2 separate regions of the Zea mays genome follow, and region 1 is linked to region 2. Evidence: chromatin contacts called from public Hi-C data. All regions are on one chromosome and are shown on one strand. The core of a region is the stretch at or near the end of the contact, and the rest is flanking DNA. Distances in the headings are between cores, read along the strand shown.

Region 1 (3,238 bases), core at 331-2,830, 340 kb before region 2:
ATATCTTCTCTATGTTTATTGGTTATAGACTTCTTTAAAATTTGCTCATCTATATCTTATTCTCTCTAATAGTGTCCTCTATATCTAGGTATCAAAGACTTGTATTAAGAACATATTTTACTCTAGATTTTTGTGCTTATGTATTTATTGTACCCTTAAATATCTTATATTTTTTTAATCTGTTGTTTAAAGTGTAAAAATAGATAGGAAGGAGGAGATAGATTATATTAGAGTTGGACACAACCTTCCTTCTAGCTCTTGGCATAAAATACTCCTAGTAATAAATAAAGAGAGGAACAAAAGATGAAGGAAAACAAAAGCCCTCAACTGAACATTTTGGGCGTTGTGCCGCTGCTGACTGACTGACTGACTGACCGACCGCTGGCCAGTCAGTCTCTCACTGGCCGTTGCGGTATGATGAGCGGCTGCGATCGGCAAGCATGTCGGCCAACCAATGGCTCAGATCAGATGTGACGCTCCGTGTCCGTACGGTAGTATGAGCAGGTTTTAAAATTGCTGTTCCCGTGCCCAAATAGGGGAAAAGGCCACAGCACAAGGGTGGGACCACGGTGAAATAGCAGCTCACTTGCTTCTTGCTTGCCGGTAGCATTCTGCAAGCAAAGGTCTCTATTTCCATGCGGACCCTTGGAATGCTCAAAATTAATGGAGGGCTGATTTTGAAAGATAAAATTATATTCTGGTAAGTTTGGACCATTGCAATTGAAAATCATTATAATAGTAATCATAGTTTGGACACCGATCAAATAAATATTAATATTTTTATATACAAACTTAGTCAACCTCAAAACTTGCTTTCGTGCTAGAATTATTTTAGGACGGAAGGCATAGCTAACATGTGTTTTAAGAGATTATCTATATTCTTTTTAATTATTAGAAATGGAGACTTTGTAAAAGAAAAACACACCCATTAATATCCTTTTCTATTGGTTGTTCAAATACAATAAATATCTGTTCCTGATTTTCGTTAACCAAAGATAGATAACGACAATAGTTCTTTAGAGTACCTATAAGTGGTAGAAAAATCATTGGAAACCAAAAGTGTAGAAACTTTTTTATACAATTAATTATCTAAATAACTATTTAAAAGATAAGTTTTAGAGATCGAGACTTTTAGAGATGCTTGATCCATACCAACGTTTGTGAGTTAATCCTGGGTTAGGATTAATCCTATATTTTAAAATACATGGCCTACCCCATTAGACTCCGTTCGGTTGATAGGGAATAGAAGACCGGAACTGTTCCGGCCTGGATTGCTTCTCTAATTTGTATAAGTTTTGATCAACGGGAATAATTCTTGGTGTAATCCTGCAGAAACGAACAGGCCCTTACACTACTCCAATCCAGTCCAGTGATAAATCACCATTTGTCCATTTGTTTTCATGAGAGAGTGGGTCCGAAATCCAAATGACAAAATGACAAGGGCTACATTGCACTGCTCACCTCACCCCACTACATAGCAAAGAGAGAGAGAGAAATGCGTCGTCGCTTCGCGTGCGGCTTGCCCAGCTAGCTCCTTGTACAAAGCCAAGCCCACAAGGCAGCCAGAGCGCGGGGTAGCGATTACACCTTGACACCTAAGGCCAGAGATTGGAGAGAGAAAGAAGCAGCTGAGTGGAGCAAGAAAGAAGAGGTCATGGCGGTGTAGTCTATCAGCTGAGTGGGAAAGAGTGGAGCAATGGTGGGGGGCTGTGCCAGCGGCGACGGCGCCGCCGAAGGGACGCTCGCGAGGTGGCGGAGGGCGGCGGCCAAGCGGATCGGCCTCTCATGCGCCTCCTTCTTCTCCTACGCCGCCTCTCCCTCCCCGCCTCCTTCCAAGATCGTACGTGCCTCTCTCACTCTCTCCAGTCTCCCCTCTTGCTTCCGAGGATTTATGTGCTTTGGGGGCAGCTGTTCGTGGCGAAAAAAGTTCCAAGAAGCAGCTCGTTTTTACTGCATTGTTCGGTCTTATCAGACCTGCTGTCTTTCTTTCTCGGGTTCCCTCTGTTTTATCCTCACGAAAACAAGATTATGTGCAAGTTCCTGGTTGATTGCAGTGGCATTATAAAAAAGGCACCATTCTATTGGATTGAGTTAATTTTAATTTCCCACCCGCAAAATCAATGCATCTGTCCATGTCCTGTTCTGGCTCGCTCGTTTCCCTCTGTCCCTTTCACCCCTTTTCTCAACTGCATTTTGTTTTTCCTTTCGTCCCTTTCTTAACCGCTTACATCGAAAGCACAAGTTCCTTCGCCTCCTTGCTTCTTTTACATTTCATCTCATCCAAATGCCCTACTTCCTGGTTAGTTTTGGTGTGTGCGTGTGTTTTACTGCAAACAAACTATAAATGCTAACTACTAGTGATTAGATTCGGATTTTAACAAGAACCACCCCCCTATGCGCATTTTGGTTTTTTTTTGGCTTGGACAATCCTTTTGCCTTTATTCTCCCGTAGGTGTTCCTTGCTAAAAATATTGGTAGCAGTTCGTCGACCTACCTGATTTCGGTCTGTATTTCTTCGTACTCTTCATCCATGAATGAGGGGCGTCAGTGCAATGATTTGGTGCTGATAATTCTCCCCTGGTACTGGGTACTACCTTCTTGAGCATAATTTTCAAATTTCGATGTACCATGTTTACGGTCATTTATTTTCCCTCAAAATATGACTTTTGATCCGGGCATCTATACATGGTTGAAAACTCTGCGCATGTTACATTTCGAATATATTGTATATACTCAGATTTCAACCTCAAAATATGACCTATGAATATATTTTCTCTAAGGCTATCTTGTTCTGCGTTGTCTTGGGTCCTATTGGGGCCCTTTCTCCCCCAATTTCAGGATTGCTAGTGGCTGCAAGTTGCTCTACATAGGGCACCTATTTTTATGGGGGGTAGTTTGTGTTCCCTTAAATTTGCCCCTTTTTTCCCCTTTAAAAATTGTTTATTTTTTATTTCCCTGGGAACTGTAGATCGACCTGTTATGCAGTAAATTGACTGTTGGCACTTGGCATCAATTATTTTGGTAGTACACAAATATAAGAGTTGCCTTTCTTTCTTTCTTATTTTTTCGTTTTCCTCGTGAAGCGTATTAAATGCTGTTTGCCATCAGAACAGTATCTTGAATGCAGCTGTATTGCCGGCAGTGTACAAATGTATCCTACTCCATAAACACATTTGTGTGTCGATATGCAGATCTCCCACTCCGCACTGAATGCGCCTGATGGAGAGCAGCAAAAGAT
Region 2 (3,448 bases), core at 71-2,570:
GGCTCCAGAAAGCGCACCAGCCTCTGACCGAAGGTGTGCGGGAATGCCTGTGCGACGATGTCTGCGCATTTCGAATCAATGGTTGTCGTTGGGTCCCCAAACTCCACCCTCGTTCCCTGGTCATATCCCATCACAAGTTTCGGAAACGTTAGACGATGCTAAAACCATCAGCGTCAAATATCCTGTTGTGACGCCATGTGGTTGGAACACATTTTTCAAAACTTTGAATCCTGTTGAATGGAAAAAAAAGAAGGGTTTGTGACTTGTGAGAGGAAGAAGCTTCTGTCTATATTATGAATCAACAAGTCTCTGCTTCCTCTAGAACTCTAGAAGCACTGGGTCCGCCACCCCTGTGCAAGCTATTACTAGAGAAGGAAGACGAGTATAGGAGTGGAGCCTACATTTTTTTATAATGGAAACAAAAAATGTTCCAGCCTTTTATAGTTTGACATTACAGTTAAAAAATTAATAAAACATCCATTATTAAAAAAAAGTAACATTCTTAAAAAGAACTTGTTCTCGAATCAAGCGTCCTTTAATCTGGCATTAGAACTCCAACCATGTTTTGCAAGGATCTCCATTACCACCATCTCTAAGGATTGATATACCACAAGAATCTTTTGGTGAGCTTCTTGTTTTTGCAATACACCCGTTGTCTTCATTTCCTGTTCAGCGAGCTGACGAAATTTCCAGGTCTCGTGCGTCCAAAATCGAGCGGTTTCTTTCTCTCTTTTTTCGCTTTTCATATATATGGCGGTGAAAAAGGAGCATGTGTTTTTGTTACATCGACAACATCATAAGAATGGAACAACTCTTGGAAACATCCACGACACGACACAAATCGAGAAACCAAAGGTGCAGGATGCATGCATGCATGCTTGGACGGCAGATGCAGCAGGTGAAGGAGAAACTAAGAAGATGCTGGCAGGCAAAAAACGCAAATAAACCTGAAGAAGACATGGAGGCAGCTCCGGTTGGTACAGCGCCCTCCTCCGCTGCAGGCCGGTGAGTTCCCTCGGCGAGCCCAGGTCGTCGGTGTTCATCCTCTTGCCTTGCCTTTCCTTTCCTTTCCCTCAGCACAGTTCAGTTCCTGGGTTTTTGCAGGGCAGCTGTACGTTGTGCTCTTCCTAGCTACCTCGCTCCCTTTTTGTAAGGGAGGAAAGAAGTGGCTGTTTATTGTTGTTGTTGTTGGCCCCTGATGCTACCAACAGCGATTTGACCCCATTTCCCTTGTTAACCTCTTTTCTATGTGCTGGAATTCAAAGTTGTGATTGTGATTATTTTCTCATAGGTCAGCCGTAGTGACCTTCAAGGTCACAACCTGCAGCCTCCTTTTGCATATATAGAGCAGCAAGTAAAATTCAACTACAACACATGCTATAGGTGATAGATGGAACCAAGCAAAAGTGTTGTCCTCCCATCCAAAATAACTAATTGAAATGCTCCTGAGCTATCATCCGTTCGTTGGTGTGTCTGTCAGCGTCCAGTGATGAATTTATACTTGACGTCGTTGTCAGTTGTCACCCGGACGACGAAAGCAACCGTAATTTGCTTTTGTTTATTTATCTTCTGTTGTGGTGGAATAATGTTTCATTCGATTTGCCGGCCGGTACAGGAAGAGAGATAGAGATGCATGCAGTTTGGCAAGAGCCAACATTTCAGAATCTTTGTTTACCGGCACTAGGTTTCTGCTCCCATGGATTTACTAGCCAGTTTGCTAGACACCTGTAGTTTCCCATGGATTTGGACGTTCTTTCAAAATTTTCTAGGTCTTCGTAGAAAGTTAGCATCACGCTTGATTTTGTACTCACCTTCTCATGTAACTTTAGTCAAAATGACCGTGAAAAACATAGATTTTTTTAGAACGGAAACATAAATTCCGGCTTTAGCATTGAAATGCGTACAGTCAATACAAGTCAATTATTACATATGAGGTTGCTTAATAAAGAAACTAACTCAAAGAAGCAAAACGACAAGACTGTGTATAACACTAGTCATCCACAATTCTAGCATTTGAGCGCTATTCATGATTTACAAAGATTTTCATCGCCACCACTTCCAAAGTTTGACAAACGTCGAGGATTTGTTGTTGTGATTCCTCCTCTGTAGAAGTCTCTAGAATCTGAACCAGTGAGTACCTCTGAAAATGACCTGCACAATTAATGATATTGGTTTATGATTAAAAGCCACCTTATTTTGGCTGAGCCAAATAGACCAAAATAAAGCTGATACTCCATAAAGTAATATTTTTTTGTGTCCTGGACCCCTATTGCTTCCCCAAGACCTGATACTATGATTAATGCTAACTGGCATGTCTATTTTTAAGGCAAAATAAATAATTCTCCATATGCTTTTGGCCATATAGCAGTAAAAAAGAGATGTTTAATACTCTCATTACGGTTGCAAAAGCTACAAGTCAAGCAACCTTTCCAACACCTTTTGACTAAATTATCTTTAGAGGATCGCTCCCCGACATAAATTCCACAAAAAAACCTTTATTTTCAAGGGAGGCTTAACTTTCCAGAGGTTCTTATTCCGACCGTTGTTGGGTTTATTCATCAAACAATGGTATACAGATTGGGCAGAAAAGTATCATTCTTATGACCATCCCAAACAATGGTATACAGATCGAGCGATGATCTCATCCACCCCCTTAGAAGACCGACGTCCTCGTCGGTCAACATCAATTCAGTAACCTCCCCTCTTAGCCATGTATGTGTGTCTAGTGTCGTCATATGTCATGTCATGTGACCACTCTGGGCCCACATGAGCCATGCGTCATATACCCGAACCCTAACCCACACACGCTCGTGAAACCGAGAGGGTCGGCTCTGATACCACTTGTAACACCTCGTTCAATCCCTGAACCGCAGTACTTACTCCTCGCAGCTCTCTAGAATTATATATTGTCCCCACAGACCAACACAGGTCTTTTGTGCACACTTTGTCCTCACTCATGCGCACCCGAGAAAACTTCCGAGTCGGTCACCCATCCCAAATTGCTCCAAACCAAGCACGCTTAACTTGGAGGTTCTTTCGAGATAGGCTTCCGAAAAAGAAGATGCACCTTATTGGTATGGATACTCTATTAATTTTATTAAGCCTTGGGCCATGATATCACCATCTCAGGGGACCATGATATCACACACGTTGCACTACCCCTGACGCTTCTCCTATCCGATTTTCTGGGAGCACAACTGATAGTCACCTAGAGGGGGGGGGGTGAATAGGGCGAAACTGAAATTTACAAATATAAACACAACTACAAGCCGGGTTAGCGTTAGAAATTGAAAACGAGTCCGCGAGAGAGGGTGCAAAACAAATCGCAAACAAATGAAGAGTGAGACACGCGGTTTTGTTTTACCGAGGTTCGGTTCTCGCAAATCTACTCCCCGTTGAGGAGGCCACAAAGGCCGGGTCTCTTTCAACCCTTCCCTCTCTCAAACGG

Evidence for each region. A called contact is a pair of places that touch in the nucleus more often than the background predicts.
Region 1: a contact with region 2 is called in a Hi-C map of ear, with 2.2 times the contacts expected there. The contact joins the promoter of LOC100191467 here to the promoter of LOC103632535 in region 2. A contact is called at or near these places in 5 of 25 Hi-C or Micro-C datasets (bundle sheath, ear, endosperm and 2 more).

Annotation. Positions count from the first base shown.
Region 1 is chr7:86,981,294-86,984,531 of Zm-B73-REFERENCE-NAM-5.0, reverse strand. LOC100191467 reads left to right here and starts at 1,580. Exons shown (of 3, transcript NM_001136900.1): 1 at 1,580-1,840; 2 at 3,192-3,238. The coding sequence starts at 1,697.
Region 2 is chr7:86,640,791-86,644,238 of Zm-B73-REFERENCE-NAM-5.0, reverse strand. LOC103632535 (pyrophosphate--fructose 6-phosphate 1-phosphotransferase subunit alpha) reads right to left here and starts at 1,320. Exons shown (of 19, transcript XM_008654305.3): 1 at 948-1,320; 2 at 1-116. The coding sequence starts at 1,043.